2 separate regions of the Rattus norvegicus genome follow, and region 2 is linked to region 1. Evidence: chromatin contacts called from public HiChIP or PLAC-seq data. All regions are on one chromosome and are shown on one strand. Each heading gives the region's core, a stretch centred on a gene start, on an enhancer-like site or on the middle of the called end of the contact. The rest is flanking DNA. Distances are from core to core; before and after follow the strand shown.

The links. HiChIP or PLAC-seq counts read pairs in DNA pulled down with a chosen protein or histone mark.
Region 2: an H3K27ac HiChIP or PLAC-seq map of oligodendrocytes shows a contact between it and region 1, with 8 times the contacts expected there. The contact joins the enhancer-like site here to the promoter of Mfge8 in region 1. A contact is called at or near these places in 1 of 12 Hi-C or Micro-C datasets (liver) and 1 of 1 datasets of contacts at active chromatin or transcription factors (oligodendrocytes).

The regions. Positions count from the first base shown.
Region 1 is chr1:142,487,602-142,492,360 of GRCr8, reverse strand. It overlaps Mfge8 (milk fat globule EGF and factor V/VIII domain containing), which reads left to right and starts at 2,930. Exons shown (of 9, transcript NM_012811.3): 1 at 2,930-3,083. The coding sequence starts at 3,011.
Region 2 is chr1:142,707,163-142,711,921 of GRCr8, reverse strand. It overlaps Abhd2 (abhydrolase domain containing 2, acylglycerol lipase), which reads right to left. Exons shown (of 11, transcript NM_001106275.1): 11 at 4,030-4,745. The coding sequence ends at 4,549. Among named protein-coding and RNA genes, the nearest start is that of Rlbp1, 22 kb to the left of the region's middle. Within about 2 kb of position 2,386, at least 45 of the 93 cell types and tissues checked have an H3K27ac peak or open chromatin away from gene starts, as enhancers often do.

The sequences.
Region 1 (4,759 bases), core at 1,681-4,180:
GTTACTCACACGTATGTTTCCAGTACTGATCTTTCGGTACTGGATGACCAATTGGTCTGTTCTTGCCTGGAGGTGACTATTCCTCCCACTCCAGCTTTTCTTAGTGGCCTGGAGTTCTTCTGTATTCGGTTGAGGCCTCATGCATTTTCCTGGGTCCGCTTTGGCATGTCATGGTGTGGTCCCTGTTCAGCTCAAGTTTAGGCAGTCATACTGGTGAGAATTTATGGGCGTATCTTATGACATTCCTAGGAGACACAATCTCACAGCAAACTATCCTATCCTTTGTCTCTGAGCCTTTTTCCACCCCCTCTTCTGAAACGTCGCCTGAGCCTTAGGTGTGGGGGTGTTTCATACTTGTAGCCATAGCCACTGGGATCCATAAGTCTGCATTCTGATTGGCTATGGGCTCCTGTAATGCTCTCTATCTGTTGCAAAGAGAAGTTTAACTGATGAACAGCGAGAGCTACACTTCTCTGTGGGTATAAGGACAGGGGTTTAGAATGCAATTAGAGACTAGGCTGTTTAGTGAAGTGGTGATAAGAAGGTCTCCCCCAAGATCCATGACTCCACCAGCTCCCAGCAGTTGGCTACGTTGTCAATAACAGGCATGGTTTCCCTCTTGCTGAGTGGGTCTCAAGTCCAAATAGAGAACTGGTGGTCACCACTAAGGACTGTGTGCCTCTGTACCGTTAGGGTTCCCATGTCATGCTGGTTCATGAGCACTGTGGCTGGGTAGGACTGTTGTTTGCTTCTCGATTTCCAAGCTTGCATGGAGCCTTCTCATAGCCCCCAGGGAGGAGGCATTAGGTCAGTTCCAGCACAGGGGCTTTCAAGCCCTGTGTCTGAAGTTCAGGGTGTGTTCAACAGCAAGGGTCCTCTGCCCCCTTTGTGAGACAGAGTCTTATGTAGCTTAGGCTGACCTCAGACTTGTTATGTAGCCACGGATGGTATAAAACTCCTCCTGACCATCCTGCCCCCTAGCTCCCAAGTGCTGGGATCTTGGGTGTGAGCCCTCACACCGGGCTTCTTTCAGAACGGTTTAAGCAGGGTCTCCTAACAGTAAGGAGCTCGTCCCAGCCTGGCTCTCAGTGTGCTCCTGGTACAGAGCTGGGTGGCTGCTCTTTGTTCTCACTCCACTACCCCGACTCAAATACTGTAATTAAAGCACTCCTGTGGGAACGGGTTGTATACACAGGATTAAAACACAACCCGTGGCCTGCCTGTCAGTGGTGAAAGCCCTCACCTTCAGGCTCTGATTTCTGTCCTCTTGTCAGCCCTGAAATACTCATTTTCTTGTAGTCAAAGTGCTTTCTAAGGACAAGTATGTTTCTTATACTTGTCGCCAAGATCTATAGCCCACAAATCCTAAAATGTTTCACCACCACCACCACCATTACCACCACCACCACCATTACCACCACCACCATCGTCATCACCATCATCATCATCTTGTAGTTATTATTTTGAGGCTTTGGGCCTTACATAGCTCAAGTTGGATTTCCAATTCCTTGTCTAGCAGAGGATGGCCTTGAATTCCTGGTCTAATTTCCCCCACTTTGCACGTGTTGGGATTATAGGTCAGAAACTTTTAAATGACTTTATCATAATATCCTCCTCCTCCTCCTCCTCCTCCTCCTCCTCATCATCATCATCGCCATTAGTGTGTATGTGTGTTGGCACACTGGGGGGGGTGTGGTGGTCAGAGGTCAGCTTTGTGGACTTGGGCTCTGCTTTCCCAAAGGATTTGTGGGGATTGAACTGAGGTCACCACACTTGCTCAGTAAGTGCTCTACCCACTGAGCCATCTGCTTAGCCAGATTTTTATTTCTATTATTTGTTTGTTTGTTTGTTTGTTTGAAGTAGAGTCTCACTCTGGTGGTCAGGATAGCCCAGGACTCACTGTGTTGTCCAAGATAGCCTTGGACTTTCTATAATTTTCTCGTCTCTGCCTCCAGAGTGCTGGGATTGTAGGCTTGAACCACCACGCTGGCCAAAATCCTAAAGTATTTCCTATTTGGAACTTTTACACAAGTTTGACAATTTTTTTTTCTTTTTTGGTCTTTTCATCGTTTCTAAAGGCATTATGATGTCATCGTGTAGTGTCGTTTTTTGCACAATGTCTGTCTGATGAAATGAGTGTGCATCTCTGAGCACAACTGCTAGGTCTTAAGGTGTTGGTCTTTGTCTTTTTGAAAACTATTTCCCAAGAAAGAGGCTGAGCTGGCTCATACTCTGTCCAAGGTCCGCATGCCTCGGCCTGTTGCTCCACAGCCTCTGCTGTTAACAGCCGGACACTTGCCAATCTGATAAAGGAAACACAGGACTCATTGTAGCCTGAATTTGCTATTCTCTCATTACAATAAGAATTAGCATTTTAAGTCTAAACAGTTATTTTTAATTAACTAAACAACAAATAATCAATAAACAAACACATTTAGGAAAGAGGGTCCCATTCTGTAGCCCAGACTAATCGGAACTCATTATGGATGGAGCACACACTGGGGATCTGATCTGGAACTGCTGTCTAATCCTCCTGATCCAGCTTTCTAAGACTTGGCACTACAAGCATGAGCCACCACCGCTCCTGGATTATTTTATTTTATCGACTTATCTTTGCTGGGTTGGGGATCGAATCCAGGGTCTCCAGCATGCTTAGGGAAGCACTCCATCATCGAGCTCCCTTTTAAAATTTCCTCCAGAGCAATTTTCTCCGGTCCAGTCCATTCAGGAAGCGGGACTTGGCCTCAGGCTGAGGACTGGCAGCGGGGGGTGAAGGGCGTGGCTCACCGGGAGGCTGAGGCACTGGACCCCCCCACCCCCCTTCAGCCCTCCCTCTTCCCACTGTGGTCTCGGAGCTCCGCCCAGAGTCCTCCCGGGGCTGTCCGGGGCGGAGCCCTGGGGCCAGTGGGCGGAGCTGAGCGCCTGATTTATTCCCCTGTGAGAGGAGCGGACGCAGGAACTCTCCGGTCCCAGCATCGGAGCTTGTGGACCATTTCCCGCGTCCCGCAGCATGCAGTTCTCCCGTGTGCTGGCCGCGCTGTGCGGTGTGCTGCTCTGCGCCTCCGGCCTCTTCGCTGCGTCCGGTGAGTCCCTCTGGCCTCGCCCCTCTTCTGCCCGCCGCTCGGAAGTTCTCAGCGGGGCCCTCCCTCTATCTTTACTGTTGACAAACTTGAGCAAAGCCTGGAGGGGGACGCTCAGGGGCTGCATCCGGGTAGGAGAGGCGAACGTGCTTCTGCGTGCTCTGCCCTGGGGCCTTGAGGCTGTGATCCTAGCTTTTGCACCGAGCGGTGACCCTGGACACCCGGTGACAGCCCAGCCTCCCCCGGGGATGTGACTTACACATAACAAAGGAATCCGCTGCGTCCTGCCTCTTTTTACCGCGTCTGTAAAATGAGGCCACCGAACTGTGTCTGCTTTCCAATCCTAACAATTTGGGAGAATATAGTACTCTTGTGAGGGTACATCTCCAGTTAACTTAACCAGAAACTCTCTTCTGAACCCACCTGGCTAGAAAATCCAATGAACTTCTGTGCCCCACTTGTTGGTGTTTGATCAGATAAGGGAAGAAAGGACTGAGGGGCCCGTGCGAGAGACTGACTATAGGTGGGGCGGGTCTGGAACTTAGAAAAGGGATTCCTGCCCCCGGCTGGCCTTGGCCGGCTGCTTTATCTCCCCTAGCCCTCCTCCTCCGCTCTGAGGTCCCCGGTAGAAGTCTGGGCCTCTTGCGGGATGCTTGTGGAGAGTTCATCATGAAAAAGCAGTGCCCACGTGGGGCCGGTGAGCGGCTCAAGCAGCCTCGACATCGTTTCTCATAGAAATGGGACTGGCGAGATCACAGGCAGGAGCGATCACAGCTAGGCTCAGCTCTGTCGGCCTAGCACAGGATCTGACCTCGGGATTGGAGCTGAAGGCATTGGGTGCTCCAAGCTTTCACGAACTGGGAACTGCTAGTCTGTTCACTCAGCTGGAAAGATGCCTGGGGTCTCCTCTGATCCTTTTTACCCCTTATCTTTGCCTTCTCCACAACATTGCCAAATGTTCTTGGAGACACTTCCCAGAGCAGGACCCTGAAGTCCCATAGGATTTATAGAGGAGCTGGCCTCTCCGGGTCTCATATGCAGGTGGCCAGCCTCAGTCCCAACGCTGCTGCTGGCCACCTTCCACTTTCTGATTTCCTCTCTGGACCCTTGGTTTGGTTCCAGGTGCAGCTGTAGGGAAGGCTAGAAGCTGGGCCCTTGTTGGTATGGGGTGCCTAGGCCTTGGCGGATCCAGAGTCTCCATGTGAGGCTGTGTCTGTGCCCTTCCAGGTCAGAGGGGATTAACCTGCTATTTAAAGCAAGTGACTAATAGTTCTGCCACAGCGCCTTAGGATCCCCAGGCCCTTGCCGAGGGAGCTGTGTGGGCTGGTGCTCATTAATGGTGTTGCCTGCCTGCAGCTTGGGAGTCTGAGCTCCCTGGGGCCTTGAGCTTTGAGGAGGGCCCTTGTGCTTTGGGTGGGCAGCTGTGGGGAGGAGAAGAGATCTCTGAGGTTTGATTCCAGTGCCGAGTTTGGGGTGGAGTCTAGTAGGACAAAGGGGAGCTGCTGTTCAGTGATTGGTGCCAGTGTCAGGGTACCAGAGATAGATGGGAGTAGGGTAAGCTTCTGAGACAGGGTCTTCTAGTCCCTGTTTGGACATGGAGATGGGGCGGGGTTTGCCAGCGCTTGGCTGAGCTGCATAGTCCGTCAGTTCACAGGCCAGGTGAACTCAGCCCCAGCTTA
Region 2 (4,759 bases), core at 1,137-3,636, 220 kb before region 1:
GGGGGCACAATGCCCACTGAGACTAAGGGTACTTCTACAGCGCTAGAAGTGGACTGCCCCCAATTTATGGCAACAGAAGGTTTCTTGGCTAATGGGGACCAGTTATGGATTTCGCTAATTGACAGGAGTCTGGTAAAAAGTTGTGAACTTTCTGAAACTCGCCATGTCAGTCTTAATCTACCAATTAGAAAGGGATTTCAGCTTCTTCATTAGGCATTGAAAGCTCTACCTACATATATGCTAGGAAAAACAGCTGGAAAACATGGCAGATGGACTCTTCCAAAAGAGACAACTATCTATGCTCTGGTGTCTGGGGACTGTTGGCAAGCTGTACTCTGTGGCCTGTTTCTAAGGACCACTTCAGGCGGATGCTGGGCTGTAGCACCTGGAGGCAGCAGGGCTGTCAGAGCAGCCTTTCCTCTGGATGCCGTTCTGGTTCCTTAGCCAGCAGGGGCCTGCTCCTGTGTCCTTAGCTGTAAATATAGTTTAGGACAATTGACCCCAGACAGATACAGTCCTTTGCTTAGAAAACAGGTAGAAGAAACCTGAGTCCTCAATGGCTTGGCCTCTTAATGCCAAGCAGGCCCCTTTTGGAAGCATTTGAGTGATCTAATGTGGCTTTGAAAGAGAGTAAGGCCAAGAAGACGGGTGGAGGAGCTTGTTCTAGATCACTCGTGTTGTTGGGGTGAGAGGTGGGGTGATGTCATAGGAGCCTCCAGGCCACCTGAGGAAATTCTCTGGTTTGGCTGTGGCTTTACTTCAGACTTTCATAGCAGAAGTGTTTGAATTCTTATGCCACAATATTGTCATACCAGGGGATTTTCTAGAGGCAAGTTAAGGCTTTCTGGGTAAAGAAAACAATTCCAGATGATACTGCGACAGGATGCTGAAGTGACATGCTTCCTAAGAACTGTCTCGTGTGCCTAAAGGAAGAAAATGCAGGCGGTTCCTTCAACTCCACAAGTCCTGTTTCCACCCCCCACACCCCTTCTTCTTTTAAAACTGTCACTCAAGTCAGGATCAAGGCCACAGGAAAAGAAAAGCCTCTCACATCTCTAACACCTGCTTCCGGGGCAAAAATAAACACATGTTCTGTACCTCCGGAGCTGGCAAACTCTATCTCAAGTCAGTCGCTTACAAAGAGAGCTCTTATCCGGATGCAGCCAGATAAGCTCCGCTACTCAGAAGCTTCAGCTGAGTTCAGAAACAGCCTGCACAGGAGGGACTTCTGTCTTGGCAACCATCCACACTTTGCCTGGTCACAATGAAGGCTGGAGATGCTCTCCTCATGACTGGTGGCCCTTCTCTGCTCCAGTCACAGGACTACCCTCAGAATAGCAAGGAAACGGTCATAACAGTGAAGACTAGGAAGAGAGGTCAAAGACAGGGCCCTGGATGCTGTCTCGGGTCCTAACTCGGAGAGGCTGAATGCACACGCTCCTTCTCTCTCAAAATGAACTTAGGGGTTGGGATTCGCCCCTTCTACGTCAGCCTCAGATACACTTAGAGATGACAGAGGGAATGATTCACAAGAGGGTGAGACAGCCTTAGAGACGATGTAGAATGAGGTAACGGGTTCAGAGAGGCGAAGTGACCTGAGTCAGAGTCAGCGGGGATGAGAAACTGGGTCTCCTGACCCTGGCTCTGTAACACCACGTGAATAAAGGAAGACAGTAGATCCTACGGTTCTGTGAGTATACGATGTCACAGAAACGAGAGGAACACACTGACAGGCTTTCCACCTCCACTCGGCTCTGGCAGGAAAGGACGGGTTTTCAGTCTGCAAGCCTCCCTGCTAGCTGTGCAGTTTTGAGATTTTTTTCCAAGCTAGGTAATCCTAATTTGACTGAAGTTCATGTTTTCCAATTATTTGCGAAGTTGGGAATATAACTGGAGTAATATAGGTGCACTCCCCACTTGAGTCTTAATGTTATTCCTGCCATAGAACTGTCTACATCTATGTAATTTATACCTTGATTTAAAAAACAGAATAAATGCTCTCTAAAAATTCAGCCTTTGGTCCAAGTAAGTACTTGGTAGCCAGCAGACAGGTCACATCATTATCAGGAATGGATGACTTTGGGAAGAAAACAAGGAAGCCCAGAGGAAGGAAAGTGGCTGACCTACATAGAGGGCTGTTTCCTCATTCATTAGTCAAGCTGGCACCTCCACAGCCATGCCTCTGTCCTCTCAATCTGGGTCAAACAAGAATTTCCCTGTCCGACTGCCATGGTCACGGTCTCATTTCCATGTCTGAGAGCCCAAAGCTTGAATAAAGAGCTTCAGTTGATTTCATGTGAAGCAAAATGGAACGCCAGTGCCATTCAGAGTGACGCACTGAAGGAGGCTTCAGCTGGCACAAGTCCCTTCCCCCAGTCCCAGGGCTGGGTCTCCAGGAGTGTGGCAGCACTGGCTCTCCCCAGCAGGCCTCCAGGGCTATGCACGGACCAGGCTCCCAGGACAGCCTCCCACCTGCTCCTAAAGTGACTACAGGGCTGACTTTCTCTGAAGCAGGTGGCACCCAAGCCAGTGCTTTGCCAGGACTTGGGAAGAGATGACCTCGGGCAAGCGGAGGGAGCCCCTTACTTCCGGGCACAGTGACTCAGCTCTATGGCCTTATTCCTCTCATTACAAGTCTTCAGGGATGAAGGCAGTAAGCAGGAACTATGTGTGAGTCTTCTAGAGTATAGCTGTGGTAGGGTGGAGGGAAAATCGACAGAGGAGGATTCGCTTCCAAATTGAGGGATGAATGATAAAGTGCCAATCTGTGCTAAGAGAAATGCAACAGAGAAATGGCCACCATTAGAGGGGCACAGTGACAGGATTTGGTGGGTTTGAGAAATGACAGCAAAGAGCAGACAGGAGGCCACAGAGATCTCAGTGTCCGGAGAGAATGACTACTGATGACTGGGGTGATCTAGTGATTGTCAGAAAACAATGCTCCATGTACAGGCTTCCTATCAGTCTCTCGGGCCACTGCCCATGCTCTATTCCACCCCAGCCCCGAGGTGTTCAGCTGGTTCCTTTAGCAGCCACACAAACCCACACCTACATCTCAGTCTGTCCTGGTGCCAATGGAGACGAAGCAGAACAAACAGTGATGCGTCCAGGCCATTCGCCCATAGTCGGATTCAATTCCCCAGAGCAATGGACTTTCCAAAGTGCAGGTTCTTAGGGACTCAAGTACCACAGGGTTCCAGAAGGGCACTTGAACCCTAGGGTAAGAAGTCTGCTTGAGAAGACATTTTTAGAAAGATTTACCCAACAGACAACACACAGAGTCTATTTAAGTATAAACCAACTTCAAAAGAACACCCCCTTTCTCTTAGCCGGAAATACACTTCTTCAAACTCACATCCAAATTTTGGGTTGTTTGGTATCAGTTAGATCTTGGGTAGAACTGGGATGAAAAACTAAAAATTACAAGAGACTGATTAAGACTCTCAAATCTCTCTCTATGAAATGGGGAGGGGGAAATGCAGTGAATGGCATTTACATGCTCAGCCTGGAGGTGGAGCCCAGGCGTCCCTGGAAGGATGAACTGGTGGTCATCGCAGCAATCTACCTGGTCCAATCCCCCACTTACTAGGGGAAGAGAGTCAAGTCCGAAGGGACTTAGCCAGGGTCATACAGCCGGGAGAAGCAGAGCCAGGGCTCAGCTCCAGTCTTCTCCCCTTTAGGGAGATCACAACACAAGGGCAGCCATACAATAGGCTGCTTTGGAGGTCTCTGGGAGCAAAGAGACACTGTGGCTTATGAGTGGCAATTAAAGGAGCCACCGAGATCTTTCTAACTTAAAGGCGTAGGAGTATGGTGTTTCCCTCAGTTTGCTGGATGATGAGAATTCCCTGGGGCACTTGTCAAAAATTAAAATCCCCAGAGCCCTTCCCGAATCCACTGAGTCAGCCTCTCTAAGGGGAGGGATCTGGGAGGCTGAATTTTTAGACAAGTGCCCCATGCAACTCTCAGCGGCAGCAAGACGAAGACAGAGGTGTCTTGGGAGACAGTGGGAAGGAAAACTTGGCTTTTGATCAGAGAACTTCCTTTGCTTCACAGGCAAAGTTCAGGCCCAGGAAGCCCCAGGTCCTCGGACTCCCAAGCTGAGTGATGTCTTCAGCACTAGAGATATGACTTCTTGGTGGGGACTCTGGTAGGGCGCCTACAACCATCACAAAGTGACGTACATCCTTCACTGTTCTCAGGGAAAGGCCTTTGACTGGCAAAGCAAAACTGTAGTTCAGACTAGCTCCTTAGTAGGAAAACTAGATGTTACTGGCTGTGAAAGCAATCAGACACTGAAACTGGACAGAAGGGTGAGAATCTTGTAGCTTGTCACCATGGCTAACAATGCAATGGAGAAAACCCGTAACTAAGCACAAAAATAGCCTGGAGCTCCCAGGGAGAGCCGCCTACTTTAGACAGGTTGCATGATGGGTAACCCCCCACTGATGGTATGAGGTCAGATCCAGGTCACTGAGAGACCTGAAACAGCCGTCAAAGCGTGGGTTCCAGAGGAGGGCCGCTGGAGCACGCCAGAGTCCGGAGGCCTCATTCTAACTCGGCCTCCATCTGCTCCGTGTCTGAGCACTGGGACTTATTCCTTTCCCATTGGCAAATGGCATTGGCGTACTCCACCACCAGCTTATCCATCCATGTCAGCGGCTCTGGGAACAGCACGGAGCCCTCGAAGAAGCCCAGGTGGCCCCCATGCAGAGGCAGCACAAACATGACATTTTCCCGTTTCTCTGTAGGGGGAAAG